Linked DNA regions of Mus musculus: region 1 is linked to region 2. Evidence: chromatin contacts called from public capture Hi-C data. All regions are on one chromosome and are shown on one strand. Each heading gives the region's core, a stretch centred on a gene start, on an enhancer-like site or on the middle of the called end of the contact. The rest is flanking DNA. Distances are from core to core; before and after follow the strand shown. Region 1 overlaps Gm36405 (a long non-coding RNA gene). Region 2 overlaps Ubl3 (ubiquitin-like 3).

The links. Capture Hi-C pulls out chosen DNA fragments and counts their contacts.
Region 1: a contact with region 2 is called in a capture Hi-C map of embryonic stem cells, with 2.3 times the contacts expected there. The contact joins two enhancer-like sites. A contact is called at or near these places in 1 of 39 promoter capture datasets (hippocampal neurons), 1 of 15 datasets of contacts at CTCF or cohesin (large pre-B cells), 14 of 484 Hi-C or Micro-C datasets (B cells, CD8 T cells, the HL-1 cell line and 11 more), 4 of 115 datasets of contacts at active chromatin or transcription factors (Th17 cells, embryonic basal ganglia, fibro-adipogenic progenitors and 1 more) and 1 of 9 other capture datasets (embryonic stem cells).

What each region holds. Positions count from the first base shown.
Region 1 is chr5:148,790,225-148,796,350 of GRCm38.p6, reverse strand. It overlaps Gm36405 (a long non-coding RNA gene), which reads left to right. Exons shown (of 3, transcript XR_377235.2): 3 at 1,550-2,034. Among named protein-coding and RNA genes, the nearest start is that of 4930505K14Rik, 15 kb to the right of the region's middle. Within about 2 kb of position 3,355, at least 23 of the 459 cell types and tissues checked have an H3K27ac peak or open chromatin away from gene starts, as enhancers often do. A contact at or near this core is called in bone marrow-derived macrophages and embryonic stem cells, where this site is marked.
Region 2 is chr5:148,506,434-148,512,730 of GRCm38.p6, reverse strand. It overlaps Ubl3 (ubiquitin-like 3), which reads left to right. Exons shown (of 5, transcript NM_011908.2): 2 at 729-837; 3 at 3,376-3,462; 4 at 6,208-6,285. Among named protein-coding and RNA genes, the nearest start is that of Ubl3, 43 kb to the left of the region's middle. Within about 2 kb of position 3,325, at least 116 of the 459 cell types and tissues checked have an H3K27ac peak or open chromatin away from gene starts, as enhancers often do. A contact at or near this core is called in bone marrow-derived macrophages and embryonic stem cells, where this site is marked.

The DNA.
Region 1 (6,126 bases), core at 2,106-4,605, 280 kb before region 2:
AAAAATCCAGCCCCATTGAGGCCTCAGCAAACAAAGCTAAGTTTGACCACAACAGGTGTTTCATATCTGCTGACACCAGAGAGCCGCTGGCTGGCTTTGTTATGAGATTCGGTTGGATTTTTTTTTTTCAAAATGTCATTTATCACAGGTTTGTGGGTCAAAAGGCACCACTGTTTCTTCCTTTGTTGTCCATCCTCTGGTTAGCCCAGGGGCCTCTCAGATTAGTGGCATGAGCAACCTCGGGCAGGGTTAACATGAGGGCTAACTTGCAGTATGTGTTATTTTCATCCACATCACATAATTTTAAAGAATTTGTCCTCCATCCGTCTGTCCTTTCGGGGTTCCCTGGGCACCTTTCTTATCTGAAGTGTCACTTACCTGAAGGAGGCATGGCTCCCTCCAGACTTAGCTCTTTGGTCCTTCTCAGCAGGGAGATGGAGGAGGTTTGCACGGCACAGTCTATTTTGCCAAGTACTGGCAAAGGGGCTGCTTCCCTGCTGTGTACCTAAGACGCTCCACACTTTCTGGTTTTCCCGAGGTGCCAGACCCCAGTGCCAGAGGGACACACCTCATTTTATCTGATTTTCTCTATAAAAAGATACATCTGCCAATGGCCACTCACATAGCCCAAGGCTAGAGGACTTGCTTACTATGCCCAAGGCTATGGGTTCATTCCCCAGCACTTGAAAGCCATCCCTGACATTCATTTTCTTAGACTCAGACTTTCCTTGTATTGCTTCACCTTCTGAAAGATTCCATTGGGCAGCCTGCATATCCGTGAGAGGAAGTTTTAGGGCAATGAAGTCCTTGCCACCCTATTGGGGTGGCTGAAATTCTCAGGGGTTTCCCACCGTTCTATATTTTATTCAGAAAATAGAATGCCAGCCTGGGCTCTGCTAGGCCTGAATAGATGTCACTCCAGATTAATGTTTTACTCTGATGTCATGGTGTTAGGCATCACTTGATACATCAGGGCAGAGGACTCCTCACTTGGAGACTTGCCTCCATCAGATTGGCCCGTGGACACGTCTTTGGGGAATAGTCTTATTGCTGATTGGTGTAGGAGGGTCCAACCATCCCTGGGCAGGTGAGTCTAGGCTATATAAGAAAGAAGGTGAGCCAGCCTGGGGAACACGCCAGAGAGCAGCCTACCTCTCTGCTTTAGTTTCTGCCTCGGCTCTCCTCAGTGATGGACAGCAACCCGTAAGCCAAAATAACCCCTTTTCTCTCCAAGTTACTTTTGGTTGCAGTGTTTATCACAGCAACAGAAAATGAACTAGGCTAGCTGTCTGAATTTAACTTTTTTTTTTCCTCCAACTTCTAGCATTCCAAAACCTCTGTGAAGTGCAGCATCACTTATCCAACATATGTAAAGAAACTGCTTGCAACTGTAGCTCATTCATTTCCTGACGCGGAAAGCAGGGTTCCAGGACAGAGCCAACGTGGTTCCATCTGTGCCCGGTGGAACTCTGTCGGCCTGCCCTTCTCAGTAAGTTTTATTGCTTCTTCTCTCTTTCCCTTTTTGCTCTGCATGAACCTGGCCACCAAGATGGCTGCACCCAGTGGCAAAACCCTCAACTCTCCTGGCTCAAAACAAGGAAAGACCTTGGACAGCCCTAACATCCGGGAAAACGGCAGGGAAGTGACGTCCGCCAGGGGGCGCCCTTGTTCTCACCTGGACTCTGCAGACCTGGAGTGCAGCAGGACAGCAGGTGACCATGGCTCAGGAGGGCCTTGATGGGCAGGCGGCGAGTGGGTCACAGAGTCACTAATGGCCCCGCCGTCCGCCACCTGCCGCCAGCCGCCTGCCGCCGGATGAGGAAATGGCCCTGCCCAGGCATCGATCTTGGAAGCAGCTGAGCTGAGCTGTGGTTCCAGGGAGGCTGCCTGCTCCAGAGGCCTTCCCATGTCCAGTCCTAAGGCCCTGCACACTTCCTGCCTCCCTCCCTTGCTTGTTTGCTTCAGTCCACCTATCTTTCCTTCCTCGATGTTTCTAACCCCAGGTTACTGTGTGTGTGCCCTCAATAAAGCCATCATCCTCAAGGCGCTTGTCTGGAAGCAAGTCTCTCAGCTCTCCACAGATTGCGGGCAGGGGGGGGGGCGCTTTCTACTGACACTCAGTAACCAGCTTCCCTTTTCTCTACATAAGGTCCAGAGGGGGTCTGAACAGGTTTCCTTGTGGGAAATCTGGTACCATTGTGCCCACACTCTTGCTAAGGCTGATCCTAGAGCATGAAGTAGGTGCTGCAAGCCAGTCATTGTGCTAGGGACCCCCCTACTCCCCAAAGGCATTTCATTCCCAATTCGCTGGACCACTCTTTTTTCACAGAGGCCAAAATCTCTGGCAAGAGCCTACTTAGTGGCAGCTCAACTCCCTCCACCGAGACAGGGTCTCCTGTGTCTTCGCACACCTTGCCTAGGAGAGAAATCAGAGCTAGATTATGCTACCTAGGCTGCCGCAGATTGCCCGCTTCCTCTAGCCTGCTCCTTCCCACAAGACTGGAGATGGAGATGGATGTAGAGGCAGCCTGCTTTCTCCTAAGCCCGTTCATGGCTTCTCATCGTGTTCATCTCCCTTTGTGCCTACGTGTTTGTAATAAAATACCCATAAACACATCGTTAACATTGGATAGGGACACCCTAAAAGGTGTGTTTGGACTTAATCTCTTTACGGGCCTCATCTCAGAGTTATGTTCGTTTGGAAGCACTAGTGAATCTTGGTGGGGGAATGTGATACCATTCAGTCCCTAACAGAGGCCTAAATAAGTTTTAGGTATATGAGGTCACATTCTGCAAGACGTGCAGGCTATCTTTATCTCCTATGCAAACGAACCAATTTCTGTAAACATTTTTTCTAAAAGCAGTTGTTGAACAGAAATATCCAAACACTAGGTACACTGCCTTAAGTAATTGTTTTTAAGTCATGTGTTTGGAGTTTTGTTCAAGAAAAATAATGTGTGAAATCCACTTTATAAATCAGCCGCTTTAGAAAAATGTCTGTCTTGGAAGCCAATTTTTCTCTCCTCTATCAACAAACCTTTCCAAGTGAAGGTTTAAGCGGGAGGGTGTAGTACAGGCAAATGGGCACGAGGTGGCGCCCTAAGTAGCGGCAAGGAGCAGGCAAAATGCATCAGGCTCTGGATTTGGTTTGAATGAAGAATGTATTCATTCAACATGTATTCAGTCCTTGTTGATTGAAGCTTTAGGGTTGGAGCTTTGCAATGTCAGGATCTTGCAGCAGAAACGACCTGTTTAGATTCTTATCTACTTATTTTCTAGGCTATTGTTTGACCCAGATATTTGCCTCTGCCCAGCTTGCTGGGTGAAGTGAGGTTAGGTCTGTAGCTGATTTGCATCTTTAAGCGCTGTCCGGAACTGGTCAGCTGGATCTGCAGTCAAGTTTGGGCGTGCTCTTCGTCAACAGCTCCTCCCTCCGTTTTCTTTGTCCATTGAAAAAAAAAGTTGCATCCTTCACTGATTCCCTGCCCAAGCTGCAGGTGTCACCACACAAATTGGGCAGTCTCCAATCGTTCCTCCCCTGACGGTTGTTCTCTGGCTTTCTCCTTCCATGCACGGAGAACTGGTTTTGTTTCCCTTGACATCTTGTTTCCACCTCAGCTACGTGGAGGAAGAGTCGCAGTGTTTGTTTATTCCTCTGGTTCCCCTTTCCTCCTGATGGTAAGAGCAGGTCCCTTTGGGCCCCCAGCTCCCACCAGGAGCACCCCACCCCCAGCTCTACTAGGAACCCTTTCTGGGTTTTAGCATCGCCTTCTGTACCTGCCCCTTGAGGTTTCAGTAGGAAGCAGCTTCCTGCATGGACACCCAGGGGTTGGTTTGCCTCTGTCTATCTCTGTAAACTTCTGGAAACATCTTTATTAATTTCTCTCCAGTCAACCCTTAGAGGTGTTAGCTCTTCCTGCAAGGTTTTGATTGAGTCACAGAACCAGAAAACCCTCTTTGTGCCTCCATTTCTCTTCTTTTAAGTGAGAATTCATATCCACCTTGTTAATGAGGATCTTCTCTAACAATGACTATAAGCCAAGTGACATCTGAAACCTGTTAACTTCTCTGTACAAGCCTCTGTAATCATCAGAGTGAGCGTCACAGACTAGGTCCTTGGTCCAATGTCTTCCTTCACTTATGCTAATTTTTGTATTAATGGGCAGGTTAATGGGTGCCTTTATGCCGAAGCACCAAAGCATCACAGAAGATTGTCACAACCGTGCTAGTCAACGCTGCGGTCCTGACTACAGACGCAGAGGCCAGACTGCCAGAACCCCAGGCCCTTATGAGTGTTATGTGCTGTGTTTCCTGGCGTATACTAGCCTGTTGCTTCCTCTTTTCCATCTTGCCGACTCCTTCCACCTGCAAAACAGAAGCTGCCCGAGTCCAGCTGTTGTTTATATGGAGGTACATCAAGGCCAGGGAGAGCAAACATTTAACAGGGGCTCTGCTGGGGGCCGGGAGCAGCCTCTGAGTGTCCTTTGCTCCTTTGGTAGCTGGACACTGGGTCCTTCCTACTCCGTGTCAGCAGTTCAGAAGCCTGGCGAATACAATTACTCTAAGACTCTGGACTTGAGCTGTTCATCCCAGCAAGGAGCAGGCTGGAAGTTTCTGGAAGCTTAGAGTCAGCAGGCAGGTTGAGGTGTCTGGAAGGACAGACCCCACCTCATTCAGCCTGGACAGATGCTGCCCAGGTGCCTGAGTGGTGAGAGCCACCGAGAGCAATCTCGACTCCCGGAGGCAGAGACATCCTGGTACTCATTGTTGCAAGATGAGAAAGTATGCCCTCCATCCCTCAAGGCAGCCAGTGTTGCATGAATGGCACGATCTATAGACTGTGGGTCCATTGTACAGTTTCGCCCCATGGCCATTCAATTCATGTCCCCACCAATGCCCAGGAATTCCATTCTCCTGTCACGGAGTGAGTACCATGACTATTTCCTGCAGAGGGAAGTTTCTCAAAACAGCCCAGACAGCAGCCTTTGGTTGATTTGTGCTATCCTGGTGCTTAGCTAGCAAGGCCCAGAAAGACTGGGTCAGACAGAAACCAGCACCACTTGGCTAGAGTTCCCAAGGATACCAAAAAGCTCTTCAAGGACCAGACATCTCTCTCCGTGAGTGTAGAGTGCTCCCTTAGGATGTTCTAGTCCTCCCTTCTTCACTATAGTCGTGTGCATTGCGTTGATTCTGATCACTGGTGGACTTAACTGTGGGTCCTTGAAGGTTACAGTGAGACATTCCTGTCGTCTGGCAATATTGTAGGTGACTTACTTTGTGACACACTTGGAGATGTTCCTGTATTGGAATAGCTCGATGCAATCCTGAGAGCAGCTTCTGTGTTTAAGCAATAGAGGAAAGTCTAGTTTCCCCGTTTCTTAGGGCAAGCAGGACCATTTCTTGTTACGTTCTTTGCTTTTTTTTTTCTCCTTTTCCTCTTCCTCTTCCTCCTCCTCCTCCTCTTCTTCTTCTTCTTCTTCTTCCTCCTCCTCCTCCTCCTCCTCCTTTGATGCCGCTGCTGCTGCCACTGCTGCCTCTTCCTCTTCCTTTTGGTTGCCCATTGAGACAAGGTCTCACTATGTAGCCCCAGATAGCCTGGAACTCAATATATAGCTCAGGCTGGCCTTGAACTCATGGAGACCCCTGCCTCTGCCTCCAGAGTGCTGGGACTGAAGGCGAGCCCCACCACACTCGGTCATTTACTGTGGTGGGTCATTGGCCCAGGGAGTGGCACTATTAGGAGGTGTGGCCTCGTTGGAGGAAGTGTGTCACTGTGTGGGGGTGAACTTGGAGATCCCCCTCCTAGCTGCCCGGAAGGGAGTCGTCTGCTGCTTGTCCTTAGAACAAGATGTAGAACTCTCAGCTCCGCCTGCACCATGCCTGCCTGGATGCTGCCATGTTCCTGCCTTGATGATAATGTACTGAACCTCTGAACCTGTAAGCCAGCCTCAATCAAATGGTGTCCCTTACAAAAGTCATGGTCTCTCTCTCTTCATAGTAACAAAACCCTAATGAAGATGCCTGACATGTTCATTTATTTGTGATTTCTTGGCTCTTTATCCTTATAGCCCCCTAATATAAGTGTATATAGATTATGATCATTTCTTTTCGTTGTTCTAAAATGAC
Region 2 (6,297 bases), core at 2,076-4,575:
CATATTCTATAATAGTAACCATAATTTGCAGTTTAGTTGCTGACATTGTTATACATTCAAAAGCATAGTGACTGGCTCTCTCTTTCTCTCTATCTCTCTCTGTGTGTTGGGGGTGTGTGTGTGCATGTGTGTATGTCTACATGCTCCTGTGTGCATACCAAGGCCAGAGGTCAGTGTCAAGTGTCCTTATTAATTTGACACAGCCTCTCACTGAGCTCTGACTCAGTTAGGTTAGGCTGGCTGGCCAGCAGCCCAGGCTCTGAACCCAGGTCCTCATGCATCGGTAGAAGCACTTGTATCAGGAAGCTGTCTCCCCAGCCCTGTGACTTGGATGTTCTACTCACAAGTCATCTGCAGCACATGCTCATTGTAGATAGCAGGAAATAAAGTTGTATACCAATTCCCATTATTAAAAAATTACTCTGAAGGAATTTAGTTAAGTACTGAGGCATGAAAGTAGAAGGGGTGGGACTATGGAGAGGAAGGGGACCAGCTGGAGTTTCTGGGAAAGGCAGTGGGTGGGGCCGGGCGGGGGCATTTCAGCTGGAGGCTGAATAAGAAAACAATATAAATACTCACTCTGCCTGATGACTTAGATAACAATTAAAATTTTAGCTGAAAACCCCAAATGGCACTGGCGGCAACTCAGAGTGTGGCGTAAGTGGAGTCTGTGCAGTCATACTGTTTTCAGGCTGAGATTTATTCAGAGTGTCCATGTCTACTTCCAGATTAATTTGCGCCTCATCTTGGTGAGTGGGAAGACGAAAGAGTTCCTCTTCTCCCCAAACGACTCTGCCTCTGACATCGCAAAGCACGTGTATGACAACTGGCCCATGGGTGAGTACCGGCTGCTTGACTCTTTGTCCCTGACTTGTTTCACACATTTTGAGAAAGTACAGAGGGCATGAGACCCGTGCTTGACTTGGGCTTGCTGTGTCACTGCCTAGATTTTGCCTTTCTCACCACAGAGCATCGAAGGAGCAGGAGATCCAGAGGCCATGTTTGCCTTAGTGCAGGTAGAGTGTACTCAGTGCACATCCACTCCCATGTCAGTGAACCCAGAAGGAAAGAGCCAACCTTCTCAGAGGCAGCAGGCGCTGTGGGCTCCTCTGTGCATAGCTGATTGGAAATGAAGCTTGAGACAGACTTGACCTGCAGTTAGTTCTTACTGCATGCATTCTGCGAAGAAGGGCCAGGAAGAGTAAAGTCTTCATGAGTTCTGTTTTTACTGCACCACTGTGAGCTCTCTGGGGGAGTGTATGCGGTAGCTCCTCCCTTCTCTGCTGCCTCCCTATCTAGTGAGATTCTTGAGGGAGTCCTGAGTTTTCCCTTTGAGCTTCCAGAGTGTGCCCCTAACAGTTTCCATGGCATGTGCCCCTGGGTAACACTGCTGTAGCCCATCTCTTTAACTTTTTCCAATGCAGAGGGTTGAAGCCAGGGCCTTGTGCATGCCAGGAAAGCTCTCCATTACGAAGCTGTGTCCCTAGCTCCAGTTTTTTATTTATTTTTTGACAATGTCTTACTAAATTACTTGGGCTGCTCTCAAATCAGGCAAATCAAATTAGGAGAATTCCTCTCTCAACCTGAGATTATAAGCATGTGCCACCATGCCAGATCTATATAATATGTTTAGCAAAAGCAATTTGAACTTTTTTTTTCTTTTTCCTGAGACAGGGTTTCTCTGTATAGCCCTGACTGTCCTGGAACTCACTTTGTAGACCAGGCTGGCCTCGAACTCAGAAATCCACCTGCCTCTGCCTCCCAAGTGCTGGGATTAAAGGCATGCGCCACCACCACCCGGCGCAATTTGAACTTTTAAAGTTACTTTAGTTCCTTAAAACAATCCAGGTAATGATAACGGGAGAGGCACCAATGGTACATACTGCAGGTGAAGAGGCTCCCGCCTGTTCTGGAAATTGATCACATCAGCTAGATGTTACTCGCTTTGAAAAGTCCTTCTTTAAGTCCCTCTTTCCTGAGTTTGCCAGATCTACTCAGCATATACTAGAGTGCATAAAAGGGCTCCTTTTATACAAAGTACTTAAATTAATATTCTAGGTCTAAACCACTATAATATCTTGCACTAAAAGCCAGTAAATGTATTTGTTGGATCTTGTAAGAAAAAAATAGTAAATTCTGGAGCAGTAGAAGAAAAGTCTTTGGGTGCCCTGCCCTGAGGAAGGAGCAGGCTGGCAGGTGGACTCCTTGGCTGTCTGGTCTGCTAATCACATCAGTGACACCAGAGTCCTCCTAAGCCGTGTTCTGTACATGTCCCTCTGGGGCCTAGAGAGGAGAAGGGCACATCTCATGAGGCCGTGAAAGATAATGGAAAGGCATGGCTTCACTATGCTTTATCAGGCCTTAAATCCCCCTTAGAGTCCTAACCTCTCTTCTATATGGATTAAAGTTACTGTCACTTGTGTTTATAGCAAAGGAATGTTTGGCCAGACATATTCTATAAATTATATAAATGATGGTTTTAAGGGCAGTGCATGCAAAGTAATTTTTGCTGAAGCAGAGTAGCTCCCCTGATCTTTATCTAGGAAAGAGTACAGTAAGACTCCCCGGGAAGGGACAGGCCTGGGGAGTTCCTCTCTCACTTGAGTTCCTGAGACCGGATAAATCAGGTGCATGCACATACATTGTTTTGAACACTCAACGAAACAGAACCAACCAAGGACAGGCTTTCTTCTCTTCTCTTCCATCACTCAGTCTTCTGGACTACTTTGTCTGTCGTCTCCTACTGAGAGTAGGAGCTACTAGAATGGTGAGCAGGAAGTCTTCAGATCACACTGAACCCAGAGCTTCCGTTGTTGCAGCAAGAAGCTGATGGGAGCTACCAAGGAAAGCGCCCTCTGTCCAAACAGCAGTCTCTGTTCTCAGACGGGGCTTCTGCAGGAGCTGCTGTGCTGCCCATACTCCAGCTGGTAGCCGTGTGCCTCAAATGCCATGAAATGTTTGCCAGTTGGCCTCTGAAAAACAGCACAGCAATGTAGCCCAGGCACCTAAGGAAGTCTTTGAGGAACTTGTTGCTACCCTTGAGCACACATTTGAACAGTACAAGCACTGGAACATTATAGTGTCCATTAATTACTGATAATGGAAATTGATTTTCAAATGGTAGATTCCCTTTACCAAGGCTAGACTTCTGGCTCGGTGTTTTCCTTAACTTCAGCCTGCAGCTTGGCACTCTCTGATCTCTTGAGGGACAAACAGTCTTCTGCAGCTCTTTGTTGCTACTTGAGGAAGGTGGAAGGAGCCAGGGCTGCAGTGCTTGGGTGGGGACTCTGGGCCACACCCTTCCTGGTAGCCTCTACAGAGTGTACAGAAGTGCTGTTGTGTGGGCCCGAGCCTAACCAGTTCTCCTTTTTTCAGACTGGGAAGAAGAGCAGGTCAGCAGCCCAAACATTCTTCGACTCATTTATCAAGGCAGATTTCTACATGGAAACGTCACCCTAGGAGGTAATTAATGTCCTTTGCCAGCATTATTCCTCTGTTTATTTTAAATGACAGTGGTTTCTAAAAAAAGGTGACTTGAGACCCTGAGGTCCCCAGCTCTGGGTGTGCTTCTCCCTGGAGACGGCTCCGCCTGCCAGGTTACAGATGGGTTCCCTGCGCTGCTGGGTGGTATGGTGGGTGTGCTACTTTTACATCAAAATCCATCCCACAGACTTGGCACGTTTATGACTGCAGGTTTTCATTTGTAAAAAGAGGGCTTTTTCAGTGGACTCAGTAAGTGCTCATTGTGTGGGGACCAAGTAAATACTGCTGTGGACACGCCATCGTGCTTCAGTCTGGTCGTCTAATGGTGAGGTCTGCAGTCTGTTCTTCCCTGGGTAGGTAGGTCGGTTACTGTGTAGTCACTGAGCAGTTCATGTGTCAGCACCAATAAACTTGAGTAGGCGGATTGAATGTGACCAGATCCTCCTTCAGGTTGCTCTGGGCTTGCATGGGACAACAGAGTCCACTATGGAAAGACTTGTGGGTTAGAGCTGGTGACCTCAGTGACCAGCAGTGTGGTCCTAGTGGGCTGCTGCAGAGCCTGGGCTCACATGGAGCTGGTTTGTTTCAGTGTTATGTTTGCTCTGAAAACTGCTGTAGTTTGTAGAAATACAAGAAATAATTGCCACTTAAAGGTAGAATTTGTTTGTAGTTTTGCCTAATTAGACCAACCCTCTGTCACTGTGAGGAGAGTTGACTGTTAGCCCCTGGCTGGTTTGTGCATATATTAATCATGGGGCCATTTTTTTTAATGGTTCAAACAAGATCTTGAATTAAAATTAATAAAGAAAAGAAGAAACCAAGCTAATAAGTGTTGGCTGGGTTTCCTCTCTTGACTCTGAGAGTGAGTCTGCTGCCCCTTGGAACACCGGTCTGTTGAGCAATTCCCACCAGCCCCTCGGTTTCAGTGTCAGGTTAAAGGTCACAGAATCTTTGTTAAGATCAAGATGCTTCATTCTCATTAAAATTTTAGAATAATCAGTAAAATGACTCATCTCTAGACAATTGTGTAGCTGCCAGTCTCTTTTGGAAGTAAATTAAAGGACTTCCAGCTCTCATGACTCAGACAGGTAGTGTGGGGGCCAGTGGCCCTTGCTTGGCCAGTGCTGCTGGATGCTAGGTTAGGCTACCCTGCTAACATTCCGCTGTCTGCCTTCTGGACTGCAGGTTTCCTTTTTGGTTAGGAGTGTTTCGGAGGCAGCATACAGCAATGGCAGCTGCCTTCCAGTATGTGCATGGTGGCTGTGGAAGAGCTATGGGCTCGCTCAGTAGCCTATCAAGTAGATTTACGGCCTGCAGCTACAAATAAAGGCAGACAGTGGGTTTTGTTTTGTTGTTTTGTTTTGTTGTTGTTGTTTGTTTTGTTTTTAATAGAATAAAAATATTTGACAACAATATTTTAATATTTCTATTTTATTACTACGAGGAACAAGGCCCAGGTATGGAGGACAGAGGGCAGCTTTGTAGTCAGTTCTTCTCCAGCTTTCCCTGGGGTTCAGGATCAAACTCAGGCATCAGGCTTCTTCCTGAGGTAGCCTTTGCCTGCTGAGTCATCTCACCAGCTTATAAAAGAATGGCCCAGCATGGAAACAAATGATGTCCTTGTGGAAGGCAATGTTCAAGCAGTGGCGGAGGGGAAGGTAGTGAGGTACAGGCTGTGGATAGCCTTCAACCACTGGGCAGACACAGTAGGCAGCCTGGGCCTATTCATCCTTTGCTCTTCTCCCCACCCACCTTAATACCTGGTCTCACTGTGGGTTGTGCCACTTGGCTTAACACCATTCAACTCCAACAATCCTCCTGCCTCAGCCTCTTGAGAAGTCAGGACTGCAGGCCCATTTATTCCACCTGCCATTATTGTTCGGTCAGTTTCAGGTTTAAAATTTTGGTCATTAGGTCTCCTTGGACATTCCTGGGTCCCCCCTTTTGACATACAACCGTGTTAATCTCGTGGAATTTCATTCTGCTAAAGGAGGCCCAGGGAGTGCTCCAGGTGTGGTCCAGAGAGTGCGGCTTCGCCTGGGGCACCCCTTCACTCTCAGGGCCCATGTTTACCTTTGTATGGCTAGATGTGCATCCCGAGTCCTGCACTTGCTGTGCACTTCGCCTCTGAGTTACCGGGCCAGCTCCCACTTGATACTCCTCTAAAATGCAGGGTTCTGCACAGCTCTTCTCCCACCAGGGTGGCTTCTGAGCTCAAACCCAGGTGGTGGTCATGTGGACAGGAAAAGTTGAAATCCTGTCTTCTGGATGCTGCAGGAATATCCCAGTCTCCGGCTTCTCCTCCACCTTCTGCTGCCGCCGTGCGCTGAGTTGGGTGCAGACGAGACATGCCAGCCTCACCTGCTAGTTGGCAGCATCTGGTGCTGCCTGGCACTCAGTGTACCTGTGGGTTAGTCGTGGCGCCACTGACAACCAGCATCTGTAGGTTGCATAGAGCATGGCCTGAAAAGCTGGGCAGCAGAGCAGGTTTGGGGCCAGTGCGGTCATAGCGAGGTAACACTGCGTTCTCTCAGACAAGACAGATTTCTAAGTGCAGCCAATGGCAGAGCCAGAGAGTCACTTGTAGCCGTACCCTTCCCTCAGGTGAGGGAGTGTCTCTCCGTGCAGGAGCCACAGTCGGGATCCATTCAGAGGCACTTCAGCCTGGCTAGTGAGCTTACGGAACGATGTGTGTATAACAGATCGTCTCTTCTTTTTCTATAGCATTAAAACTTCCTTTTGGCAAAACAACAGTGATGCATTTGGTGGCCAGAGAGACCCTGCCAGAGCCCAACTCACAAGGTAAGCCCCCGG